Linked DNA regions of Sus scrofa: all the other regions are linked to region 2. The links are chromatin contacts, called in public HiChIP or PLAC-seq maps. All regions are on one chromosome and are shown on one strand. The core of a region is the stretch at or near the end of the contact, and the rest is flanking DNA. Distances in the headings are between cores, read along the strand shown. Region 1 has its middle 28 kb from the start of DKK3. Region 2 overlaps MICAL2 (F-actin-methionine sulfoxide oxidase MICAL2). Region 3 overlaps LOC102160616 (a long non-coding RNA gene).

Region 1 (3,786 bases), core at 512-3,011, 200 kb after region 2:
TATCTCATTCTGCAGGTGAAGATACTAAGGCACAGATGAGTAGCTGCACCAGGCTACCCAGCTAGTGACAGGTGAAGCCGAGATTTGATCTCAAATTGGTTAAGCACTTATTTTGTCGCTAGGCCTATTACCTTTCTGACATCCTTGAGGAAGTGTGGACAGAATATGAACCCCAGTCTTAGGTCCAGAAATAAGTCACCTGCTCAGCTGAGGGATTTGGAAGGATTCTGTGTCTCGGTTGAGACAATGGGGTGCATATGGCTTCTTGGGTCTCCTTCAGTGCTGCTCAGACCAGGACCAGGTCCCCCAAGAGACCCTGGATTTTCCTGTTCCCGGCATGAGGCAGGGCTCCTGCTTGGACCCTCCCCTCTGGTTCTGCTTCTACTCTATGTGAATAGGTCCCAGGCCCCCATGAGCCTGTCGCCAACCTGCAGCTGGGCCTGACTGCTCTGCCTCCTGGAAACCTAAGCTTCCCCAACAACAGGAGCCTGCCTCAATCCACACCCAGAGCTGAAGTTGCAGTGCCTGGGGTTCCTTGATGGCAATTCTGGGGATCCCTTTAGCTGGGCCCCATCCATTTTTAGTATTTATTGACATAGAGTTGATTTATAATGTTGGGTTAATTCCTGCTGTACAGCAAAGTGACTCAGTTATCCATATATGTACATTCTTTTTTATATTCTTTTCCACTGTGGTTTATCACAGGACATCGAATATCGAATATAGTTCCCTGTGCTATACAGTAGGACCTTGTAGTTTATCCATCTTTTTTTTTTTTTTTTTTTTTTTTGGGTCTTTTTAGGGCCACTCCTGTGGCATATGGATGTTCCCAGGCTAGGGGCTGAATTGGAGCTACAGCTGCTGGCCTATATCACAGCCATAGCAACACAGGATCCAAGTCGCATCTGCAACCTCCACCACAGCTCATGGCAATGCCGGATCCTTAACCCACTGACGTTAGCCAGGGATCGAACCCACAACCTCACAGTTCCTAGTTGAATTCACTTCCACTGCACCACGACGGGAACTCCATCTGTCTTATATATAGTAGTTTGCCTCTACGAATCCCAGACTCCCAGTCCTCTACCCCTTCCCCACTTGGCAACTACAAGGTGTTCTCTATAACTGTGAGTCTGTTTCTGTGTTGTAAATATGCCAACTGGTGTCGTATTTTAGATTTCACATATATGTGATATTCTATAGTATTTGTCTTTCTCTTTCTGACTTCCCTTAGTATGATAATCTAGCTGCATCCATGTTGCTGCAAATGACCTTATTTCAATCTTTTTTATGGCTTAGTAGTATTCCATTGTATATACCTATCACATCTTCTGTACCATTCATCTGTCAGCGGACATTTAAGTTGTTTCCATGCCTTGGCTCTTATAAATAGTGCTGCTATGAACATAGGGGAGCATGTATCTTTTCAAATTATAGTTCCGTCTGGGTATATGCCCAGGAGTGGGATTTCTGCATTATATGGCTGCTCCATTTTTAGTTTTCTGAGGAACCTCCATCCCTATCTATGTTTTGCATGTGCTGGAGTGGCTTGCTCTCTCCATGCTGGACCCTGTCACCAGCCCCTGTGATGGGCAGCTGCTCCAGAGCCCCCTCCCCAGCTGCTCTGATTCCCCTGCCAGCCTGTTCTCCAAGGCCACGAGCACAGAGGCCTGCTGGACACCCCCAAGCACTGTCTCAGCTCCCCCCAGCTCTGCAGTGAGAGTGCTGCTCAGGCAGGGAGGTGGCCCTGGCCCCTTCTCTTGCATCTTAACCTTTGTAGTCAGAGCCAAGAAGAGTGAAATGCACTTGTGCCTGCCAGTACAGTGGGGCATCACATTTTCTGTTCCTGCCAGCACATTTTCTAGGTCAGTGTTGGATCAGGGAAATCCAATACCGCATGTCCTAACTTTTTATTTGCAAACAGAGAAATGGCTTTCCAAAATAAATAGTGTTTACAAGCAGAGCCTGGAGAAACCTCCATCAGAAATACACTGAGTGCCCAGGAGGACAGATGCTTCCTGGCTGTGGTTGCTGTAAATCCAACACCAGCCCCAGCTCCAGCCCTGGAAGGATAGGCTGGATTGGAAGAGGACATATGCATGTCTGTATGTGTGCACACACGTGCATTTGCACAGATACCCAGATGCATGTTTCCTTAAGGGTCTTTGGGTATGACTAGCATGCTTACGTAAACTGGGGGGGGGGTTTACCCATGTGTACTTGTGTCTGTGTAGGTGTGTCTATACAGGCATGTGCACATGCACACGCATGCATGTGTGTATGTGTGCGTGTGCATTGCTGCCTAATGACTTTGTGCCCAGCCCTGATCCTCAGATATCCAGTCCTCTCTGTAAACACGTTCCTCTTTCCTTAAGCTGCCTGAGCCCTCATCATTTTTTTTTTTTTCCCACCTGAGTGAGGAGCTGGGGCTCCAATTCTGATAGGCTGTATATGCATTTCTTCCACCCGGTTTCCTCTTCATATCCAAACCCCCCCCACTCCCTATTAGATGCCACCTTCTTGTACACGGCAACCACGTGTCGCCTCTGCTTGCCACGTTTGGACACAGCAATCTGAGCTCATGGCATGTTACCATCTCTGGGTAAGTGGCAGCTTGTGCTGCCCCAAGACGTCCTCTGGGGTCACATCTAGCCCAGCGCCCCCTGTCTTCAGGATCTCCCTCCCAGACCCTCTTCCTGGGCTACCAGCACCATCTTCCCCACCTTCTGGCCATTTCTCAGCTCAAGGTCATTTCTCAGCTCAAGGTCCCACCTACCTGGGAAGCATCAACTTCATCAAACTCCTAAGCACCTCAGCCTGGCTTCCAAGAGCTGAGTGATGTTCTCAGCAAACCTTCCCAGGGGTTTCTCCGGGAAAACCTGCGTGAGCTCAGGCCCGCCCCACCCCACCTCTGAGCCTGTCTTTGCTCCTGCTGTTCCTCTGCCACAACACCTTTCTCTGCCAGCCCACGCCCTGTGCTGCCTTCCAGCCCAGCTCTAGGGCCACCCCTCCCCCTACGAGGCCTTCTCAGAGAAACCTCCCCCGACAGCACCTTCCCCACCCGGCCCCATATCACAGGATGACACCCTGCCCCATGGATTGCCTAAGAACTGTTTTCAGGTTGCTTCACAGCACTTATCTCGCCCTCCCACCTAGATTGCAATCTCCTAGTATCAAGCCCTGTGTTCCTTGTGAATAAGCCCTGGAACCCGACACAGGTCTGGACATAGTACAGACCAGTGATAAGGGCCCGTAGGTGAGTTGATGCAAGTAAACCAAGTCAGGGTCAGGGTATAAAACGACGTGCCGGGCACTGCATCTGGTGACTCACGTGCCCTCCCTCATTGAATCCTCCCAATAACTGTGGGAGTGGGGAAATAGCATCCGCATCTCCTAGATGAGAAAACAGAGGCCGAGGGAGGCTGTGGGACTTCTTCACAGAACAAGCAAGTGGCAACGTCAGGATTTAATCCTAGGTCTGTCCAACTCCATCTCTCTGTTACCTTGCAATAACCGTGGCAGTGGAAGGCGGTGTGCTAGAGTGTCGAGAACTCTCTGAAATTCTACAGCACGCCCTGGCTAGAAAGGTTAGCACAAGCACAAGGTCAGTGCTGTCCAGAACTTTCTGCAATTATGGAAATGTTTAGTTCTATACTATCCAGTAGGGTAGCCATCAGCCAGATGGCCACTGAGGACCTGAAATGTGAGTGTGACTAAGGAACTGGATTTGATTTGATTTGATTTGTCTTTTGTCTTTTGTCTTTGAAGGGCTGCACCCGTGGCATA
Region 2 (3,562 bases), core at 1,021-3,520:
AGTGGTTTTTACAAAGTTCCTCCATCAGGGTTGGGCTGTTGGCTCATGATTAGTTCAGAGTTAGGGATTTTGGAGAAGGATGTCCCTATCTGTTGCTTTGTTTCAGAATATATGATATTAACATGACATATGACTGGTTGATGTTGACCATGATTGCTTGGTTATGCAGTCTTATAAAATGGAATTCCATGTAATCCTTCCTTCCTTCCTTCCTTTTTGTTAATGGCCATACCTAAGGCACATGGAGGTTCCCAGGCTAGGGGTCAAATGGGAGCTACAGCTGCTGGTCTATGCCACAGCCACAGCCACATTGGATCCAAGTCGCATCTGCAACCTATCAGATCCAATCGGCATCACAGATCCTTAACCCACTGAGCGAGGCCAGGGATCAAACCCACATCCTCAGAGAGACAGCGTGGGGTTCTTAACCTGCTGAACCACAGCAGGAACTCCCCATGTAAGATTCTCTTAGCTCATCTGCTAAAAATAAAACTTTGAAAATGATTGGTGTCCAGAGACTGTCTGTTCCCTGGTACCATGGATCTGCTCCCGTCAGACTCAGAAGTACAAACGGTACTGTCATGTCAAGAGGGCAATTAGCTTCTCCAAGGAGACAATGAGTCTCCCTCACAGGAACAGATGTTCTCAAAACAAAGATATGTTCACTTAGAAGAAATTCATGGGAAGAGGCAGCCTAGAGTCAATTGGTGTTTTTTCTTGAAGATTTCCTAAGTGTAGCAGCCCCATGGGAAACCCTGTAGGCACAGCTGCTCTGAAGAGTTGGACAAACACAAGCCAAAGAGTCACTCCCCACTTCCAAGTGGGAACTGCAGCCCTGCATAGCAAGACAGGCTTGAGTGTGAACAGGGCACATTTGCTGGGCTGGTCACTGTTTGTACAAGGCCACAGTAGGCCGGGGCAGTGGTTGTGCAGACCAGCCCTTCTCAGACATTTGTGCACATGGATCACTCAAGGTCTCCTTCAAAAGCAGATTTAGATTCAGGTCTGGGGTGGGCCCTGAGAGTCTGCCTTTCTAACCAGCTGCCAGGTAATGCTGGTGTTCCTGGTTCTTGGCCCACACTCTGAGTAGCAAGAATTTAGAGAGAATCATTGCTTGATTAAATCTGATTTTAAGCAAAACAGGTGGCCCAGAAAACAGAGCCATTTCAGAAAGGGCAGGTGCAACCAGATTTCTTCCCACACTTGAACTTCTGTGCTGCCAGCAACAGAAACAGCACAAACGCCCCCTCAAGGAAGGCACAGATGAAAGGCAGAAGATTTTGCCCTCAAGCCAAAAAGCTTCCAGGGGAAGCTTCTTGGGAGGAGGCGAGAATAAATCACAGGCAGAGCCAACCTCCCATAACTGGCGAATGGGATGTTTCATCAGCCCAGTGCACCAGCCATGGCTTCCTCTTCTCAACTATCTCCCTATTCACTGGCTTCTTGCTTGCACCAGAGCCAAGAGCAATAGCTCTTCAAACCTAGAAGATAAAATTTTTTCTAAGTCCTACAAATGAAGTATGAATGTCATCCTACAAATTATTCCTATGCCCTCTATGTCATCATTGTGATACCTGCCAGTAGGGTAGCTAAAGCTCATATCCTACAGTTCACAGGCAATATCCATGCTCACTTTTGTGAGATTACAATAGCCTTTTGGAATGAGGTATACAGCTCAGGTCTCTTTAAAGAGCTGTCTGGGGAAGCAAGAACCAATGCTGTTTTTCTGCGGTAGGAGAAAGATTCATGCTTGGCTTTTAAGAAGTAGCCTGTAATTTTCTTCTTTCATCAGAAGGTGGCACTTGTGGACACTGGGACATTTGCCTTAAAGACAAGGTACAGAAAACCCAAAAGGTCGAAACTATGACTGTGTATCTAATCACTTGTGATGGAACATGATGGAGGATAATGTGAAAAAGAAAATGTATATAAATGTATAACTGGGTCACTTTTCTGTATAGCAGAAATTGACAGAACACTGTCAATCAACTATAACACAAAAATTTTTAAAAAATAACTGGGAGAAAAGTAGGACTTTGGGTGCCTCTTTACTATTTACTATTCATAGTGATTACATCTTGATTAACTTGGATGCCAGAGATGACGCTTTGGCATGTTATAGAGTCGTCTTATTTAATCTTTTGAAATCCTGCAAAATGTCATAATTTCAATTGCACCATCTGTCTTTTACAGGCGCCGCATCCTGGGAGGGTGATAGAGCTAGTAAGTACTGAGGACCAGACCCCCTATGTTCCCATCAAGCCAAGCTTGGAGCCCAGTGGTTCATGCGAGAGGAAAGAAGGAAGGGCAGGGTGACCACTGTGGTCAGGCGGGCGGGCTGTGGCCACTGGCTGTCAGGAACCGGGGCTTTGTGTAAACTGATACTGAGCACACGAACCTCGTCAAGGTTGTTGAAGCCTTTCCGCCTCCGCTTGTTCATGTCATTCTCTTCCATTCGACTGTCCACCTACAATGGCCAAAAAAGCATGGTGAGGTCGGGGACATAGTCCTGCCCGCAGCAGCTGCCCGCCCAGGAAACTGATGGGCAGACATTACCCTGCGCCATGACAAATGCTCTCAGCTCCATTCAGACCCTTTGGAGGGGAGCCAGGGGTTCTGTCGTAAGTGTGTGTGGCGGGGGGGATCACACACCAGGCACAGAGAATCCCTGTGACAAGGGCAGGGGTTGTCTCCTCATCGATGACCTTAGGCTCAGAGTGGTCAAAGCCCAGCCTGATGATGCTGCTGGATGCAGACCACCTCCTACGAGGGGCGACCCTGGCTGCCCTCGCAGGCAGGGCTTCTCAGGACACAGATCAGCTGTCCAGTGATTTGACGGCAAATTACGCCTGCCCCTTGGCCACCATCGCAGCTACTGGTAAACCAGATTGTGTTTATTTCAAAGAAGCAACTGAAAACTATGGTGACCATACAGCCCAGTTTGCTCAGGATAGGTGGATTTATTGCTGCCCCCCCCCCACAACCCCAGGTATAATTAAGAGTAGCACCCCCTTTCATTCTCAAAGAATCCAGGTTTAGACAACAAATCGCATAGTTGTCCTAAAGATAACCCCTTGCAGTCCTCCCTCTCTCCCTTCTTTCCTTCCTTTCTTTTTCTTTTTAGGGCCAAACCTGTGGCATATGGAAGTTTCCAGGCTAGGGGTTAAATTGAAGCTGCAGCTGCCTGCCTACACCACAGCCACAGCAACACTGGACTCAAGCCACATATGTGACCTACACTGCAGCTCACGGCAACACCAGATTCTTAACCCACTGAGCAGGGGCGACGGTAGAACCTGCATCCTCATGGACACTATGTTGGGTTCTTAACCTGCTTAGCCAAAGTGGGAACTCCCTTGCAGTTTACTTTCTGCTTCCCAAATCTGGGCATTTGTAAATCCAGAGAAGCCCACTCTACTCAAGCCCACTGTGTCGGAAAGGGCCACCCAAGGGTACACCTGTGGTCTAGCTTGTCTCCTCAAGGGAAGAAGTGGAACTGCACAGGCTGAGCTGATGCTATGGGCTGGGATGGGGTTGGGGGCTGGATCTAATGCCTCCTCTG
Region 3 (3,410 bases), core at 583-3,082, 180 kb after region 2:
ATAGGGGGCATGGAGATGGCGAGGAAGTGGAAGAGTAATGACCTGCCGACAGAGACTCAGGACAAGGGAGGCGTTTAGAGTAGCCTGGGTACCTCGGTGGATTGTGACACCATTACCCTATTAGAGGGTTCAAGTTCAAGGGCAGGTGCTGCTACTGGAGAAAAATCACTCTTTTCCAGCAGCAAAAGCAGACTGGTCAAAAGGACAGATGACCCCCGTGTCCCAGCTCTGGTTGGCTGGGACAGCTTTTGGCATCCTTCTTCTGTTCTGTACCTTATTTCTCTTTCACTTAGAAACCCCTGAATACCTACTTTCACAAGAGTCTGACCTGGTCCTCATGTCCTGAGTGCAAATTCAGTTCTCTAACTCTACCAATCTCCTGTTTCCACGGGTCAAAAATCAGTCCTTCTTCATTCAAAAAGATACATGCACCCCCATGTTCACTGCAGCACTATGCACAATAGCCAAGACATGGAAACAACCTAAATGTCCATCAACAGATGAACGGATTAAGAAGATGGGGTATGTATACACAATAGAATACTACTCAGCCATAAAAAAGAATAAAATAATGCCACTTACAGCAATGTGGACGCAACTAGCGATTCTCATACTAAGTGAATTAAGTCAGAAAGAGAAAGACAAATACCATATGGAATCACTTACATGTGGAATCTAAAATATGGCACGAATGAACCTATCCGCAAAACAGAAACAGACTCACAGACATAGAGAACAGGCTTGTGGTTACCAAGGGGGAGGGAGAAAGGGTGGGATGGACTGGGAGTTTGGGATTAGTAGATGTAAATTATTACATTTAGAATGGATAAGCAATGAGGTCCTGCTGTATAGTACAGGGAACTACATCCAATCACCTGTGATAGAACATGGTAGAAGACAATATGAGAAAAAGAATGTATATGACTGGGTCACTTTGCTGTACAGCAGAAGTTGTCAGAATGTTGTAAGTCAACTATAATAAATTTTTTAAAAAGAAAAAATATCAGTTCTTCTTAATGGGAAAATCAGTTACGATAAAAGGAACCGACTACCAGTTCTCTGTGGAGATAGATGCATTTTTAAAAAAAGATCTGCTGGGATGAATTTCTAGTTAATAGACTATGAGGGGGAGTTTTTATTTTTAACTCTGGGCCCTCCCAGGAACACTCTGAAATCCCAACTCCACCCAGTCCCCAACTGGCTCAAAAGAGCAAGGTAAGCGAATTGGTGCCTCCTCTACAAGGCTGGCAACCTCTAATCTGGCATCATGTATTATTTAGGACTTTCAGTGGGGGGTGAAAATTTTAAGTCTGGCTTCTAAGAAGTGTGTGGTATGTTTGGGGTTGGGTAGACCTAAAAATATTCTGAAACAACAAGGGTAAGTGTTATGAGTAGGGTATCCAGAGTCCCCTCTTCTTCCTGCAGTGAAGTCCAATCATCCTGCCCACAGAGAACTGCCTTGATGGGGAGAGAACCCCAGAAGGCCCTCACACAGGACAGGGGTAGTGGAAGGTGGGAGTGAGAGAGGCGGTGTTGCTAGGCAACCGGCTGCTGGCCAGTGTTGCCCTGGTGATGCTGGTTTGTGTATATGAGGTGGGTGCTCCTGGGTACTTGCTGAGTGTCTGTATAAGCAGGGTGGACTTTTTCATTATGATGCATTCCTGGAAACCATGCCATAATGTGGTTTGTCAGAATTTCCCAGAGGAACAGCGTGAGTTCTCCTTGAGGGGTTGCATTCCTGACTAAAGATGCAGCCGGAGATAAATCATAACTGTGATCAACAATCTGTCATAAGCAGAGGGCACCAGTGCCCAAATATCCTCGATGAGTTCTAAGGCTAAAATTACCCTATAGGCCTCACCACAAAGCTATTACCTGACTCCATGTGAACCCCCACGGACCATGTTCATTCATTCCCTCATTCACTCATTCGAGGGCTTTAGGGGTCATTGTGGTTCACTGCCAATATCAATTCCACTTCAGAGGATTAGTCTTCTAAGCCAGCATTATGAGCTGTAGACCTACCCCCACTACCTCAGCATGGGACCTGATCTGGAAACAGGGTCTTAGCAAAGGTCATCAAGTTCAAATGAGGTCATTAAGCAGGCCTCATGCAATATGACTGGTGTCCTTATTAAAAGGAGAAATTTGGCCTCAGAGACAGGCATGCACAGAGGCAAGATGGTGGGAGAACACAGGGAAAATTCCACGTGAAGACAGAGGATTGGAGTGACACATCGACAGGGCAAGGAATCTCAAGGATTTGGAGCAAACCACCAGAAACTAGGAAGAGGGAAAGAAGGATTTTCCTTTAGATTTCAGAGGGAGCCTGGTGCTGCCAACACATGGACCTAGGACTTATAGCCTCCAGAGTTGTGAGACACTACATTTCTATTGCTTCAAGCCACGTAGCATGTGGTATTTTGTGATGGCAGCCCCCAGGGACCTAATATGACTGGCCATGGTAATCCTAGCCTCTTGGCCCAATCCTGGCCAAGGAGCTACAAGGAGCTGGGCTGGATTCTGAGAATGGTTTCTGCTTTTTGCTCTGTAGGTGCTTGGATGTGACTCTGGGAACTGCTACCGTCATCATACTGCAAGTCTCAAGGGCAAAGCCCTTCCTGAGGAGGGCAGAGCGTAGACAGTAGGGATCCAGGACCGCTGCCCTTGTGGAGTCTCTCCTTCAGCCAAGCTGGAGCGAGCCCAGCCTCTGCAGTTATGTTGTGTGATCTCATACATTTCCCTGTGGTTGAAGACAGAAGGTGAGGTAAAGTCTCCTCACTGACACCAGGGTCTTCCACATGCAGCACATGTGAATCGGCTGTCCTGTGTGTTCAGCACGTCTCCCTGTCACCTCCCTCATGCAACCAACCCGACTCCTGCCCCTTCCCAACTGACTATGCTGGATCATTTGCAAAGGTGACCCTACCAAAAAAAAAAAAAAAAAAAAGGTTTTGGGTTTTTTTTGGGGGGGGCGGTTGGGGGGGTTGTAGGGCTACAAATACAGCATATGGAAGTTCCCAGGCTAGGGGTCCAATCAGAGCCACGGCTGCCAGCCTACACCACAGCCACAGCAATGCCAAATCCAACCCATGTCTGTGACCTACACCAAAGCTTCCAGCAATGCTGGATCCTGAACTCACTGAACGAGGTCAGCATCCTCATGGATACTAGTTGGGTTCATGTCTGCTGAGCCACAACGGGAACTCTCCTGTAGCTTCTTTTATGATTTAGCCTCAGAAGTCAAGCAATGGCCCTTCTGTTACATTTTATTAGTTTCCAATGAAATCACAAGAATTAGTGGCGTAAAACAACCATGGTAAGCCCTGAGCTTCCAAGTAAGGTTGCCATGCTATAAGGATTCCTGGGACATACAGAGAGGCCTCTCACGGGTATTCCAGCTGACAACT

What was found. HiChIP or PLAC-seq counts read pairs in DNA pulled down with a chosen protein or histone mark.
Region 1: a contact with region 2 is called in an H3K27ac HiChIP or PLAC-seq map of skeletal muscle. The contact joins two enhancer-like sites. A contact is called at or near these places in 20 of 47 Hi-C or Micro-C datasets (alveolar macrophages, blood, embryonic fibroblasts and 10 more) and 2 of 2 datasets of contacts at active chromatin or transcription factors (alveolar macrophages and skeletal muscle).
Region 3: a contact with region 2 is called in an H3K27ac HiChIP or PLAC-seq map of skeletal muscle. The contact joins two enhancer-like sites. A contact is called at or near these places in 2 of 2 datasets of contacts at active chromatin or transcription factors (alveolar macrophages and skeletal muscle).

Annotation. Positions count from the first base shown.
Region 1 is chr2:47,356,575-47,360,360 of Sscrofa11.1, forward strand. No RefSeq gene overlaps it. Among named protein-coding and RNA genes, the nearest start is that of DKK3, 28 kb to the right of the region's middle. Within about 2 kb of position 1,762, at least 10 of the 83 cell types and tissues checked have an H3K27ac peak or open chromatin away from gene starts, as enhancers often do. A contact at or near this core is called in skeletal muscle, where this site is marked.
Region 2 is chr2:47,158,186-47,161,747 of Sscrofa11.1, forward strand. It overlaps MICAL2 (F-actin-methionine sulfoxide oxidase MICAL2), which reads right to left. Exons shown (of 38, transcript XM_021083313.1): 17 at 2,399-2,467. Among named protein-coding and RNA genes, the nearest start is that of PARVA, 130 kb to the left of the region's middle. Within about 2 kb of position 2,271, at least 6 of the 83 cell types and tissues checked have an H3K27ac peak or open chromatin away from gene starts, as enhancers often do. A contact at or near this core is called in skeletal muscle, where this site is marked.
Region 3 is chr2:47,333,774-47,337,183 of Sscrofa11.1, forward strand. It overlaps LOC102160616 (a long non-coding RNA gene), which reads left to right. Exons shown (of 4, transcript XR_301761.3): 4 at 2,555-2,924. Among named protein-coding and RNA genes, the nearest start is that of MICAL2, 33 kb to the left of the region's middle. Within about 2 kb of position 1,833, at least 6 of the 83 cell types and tissues checked have an H3K27ac peak or open chromatin away from gene starts, as enhancers often do. A contact at or near this core is called in skeletal muscle, where this site is marked.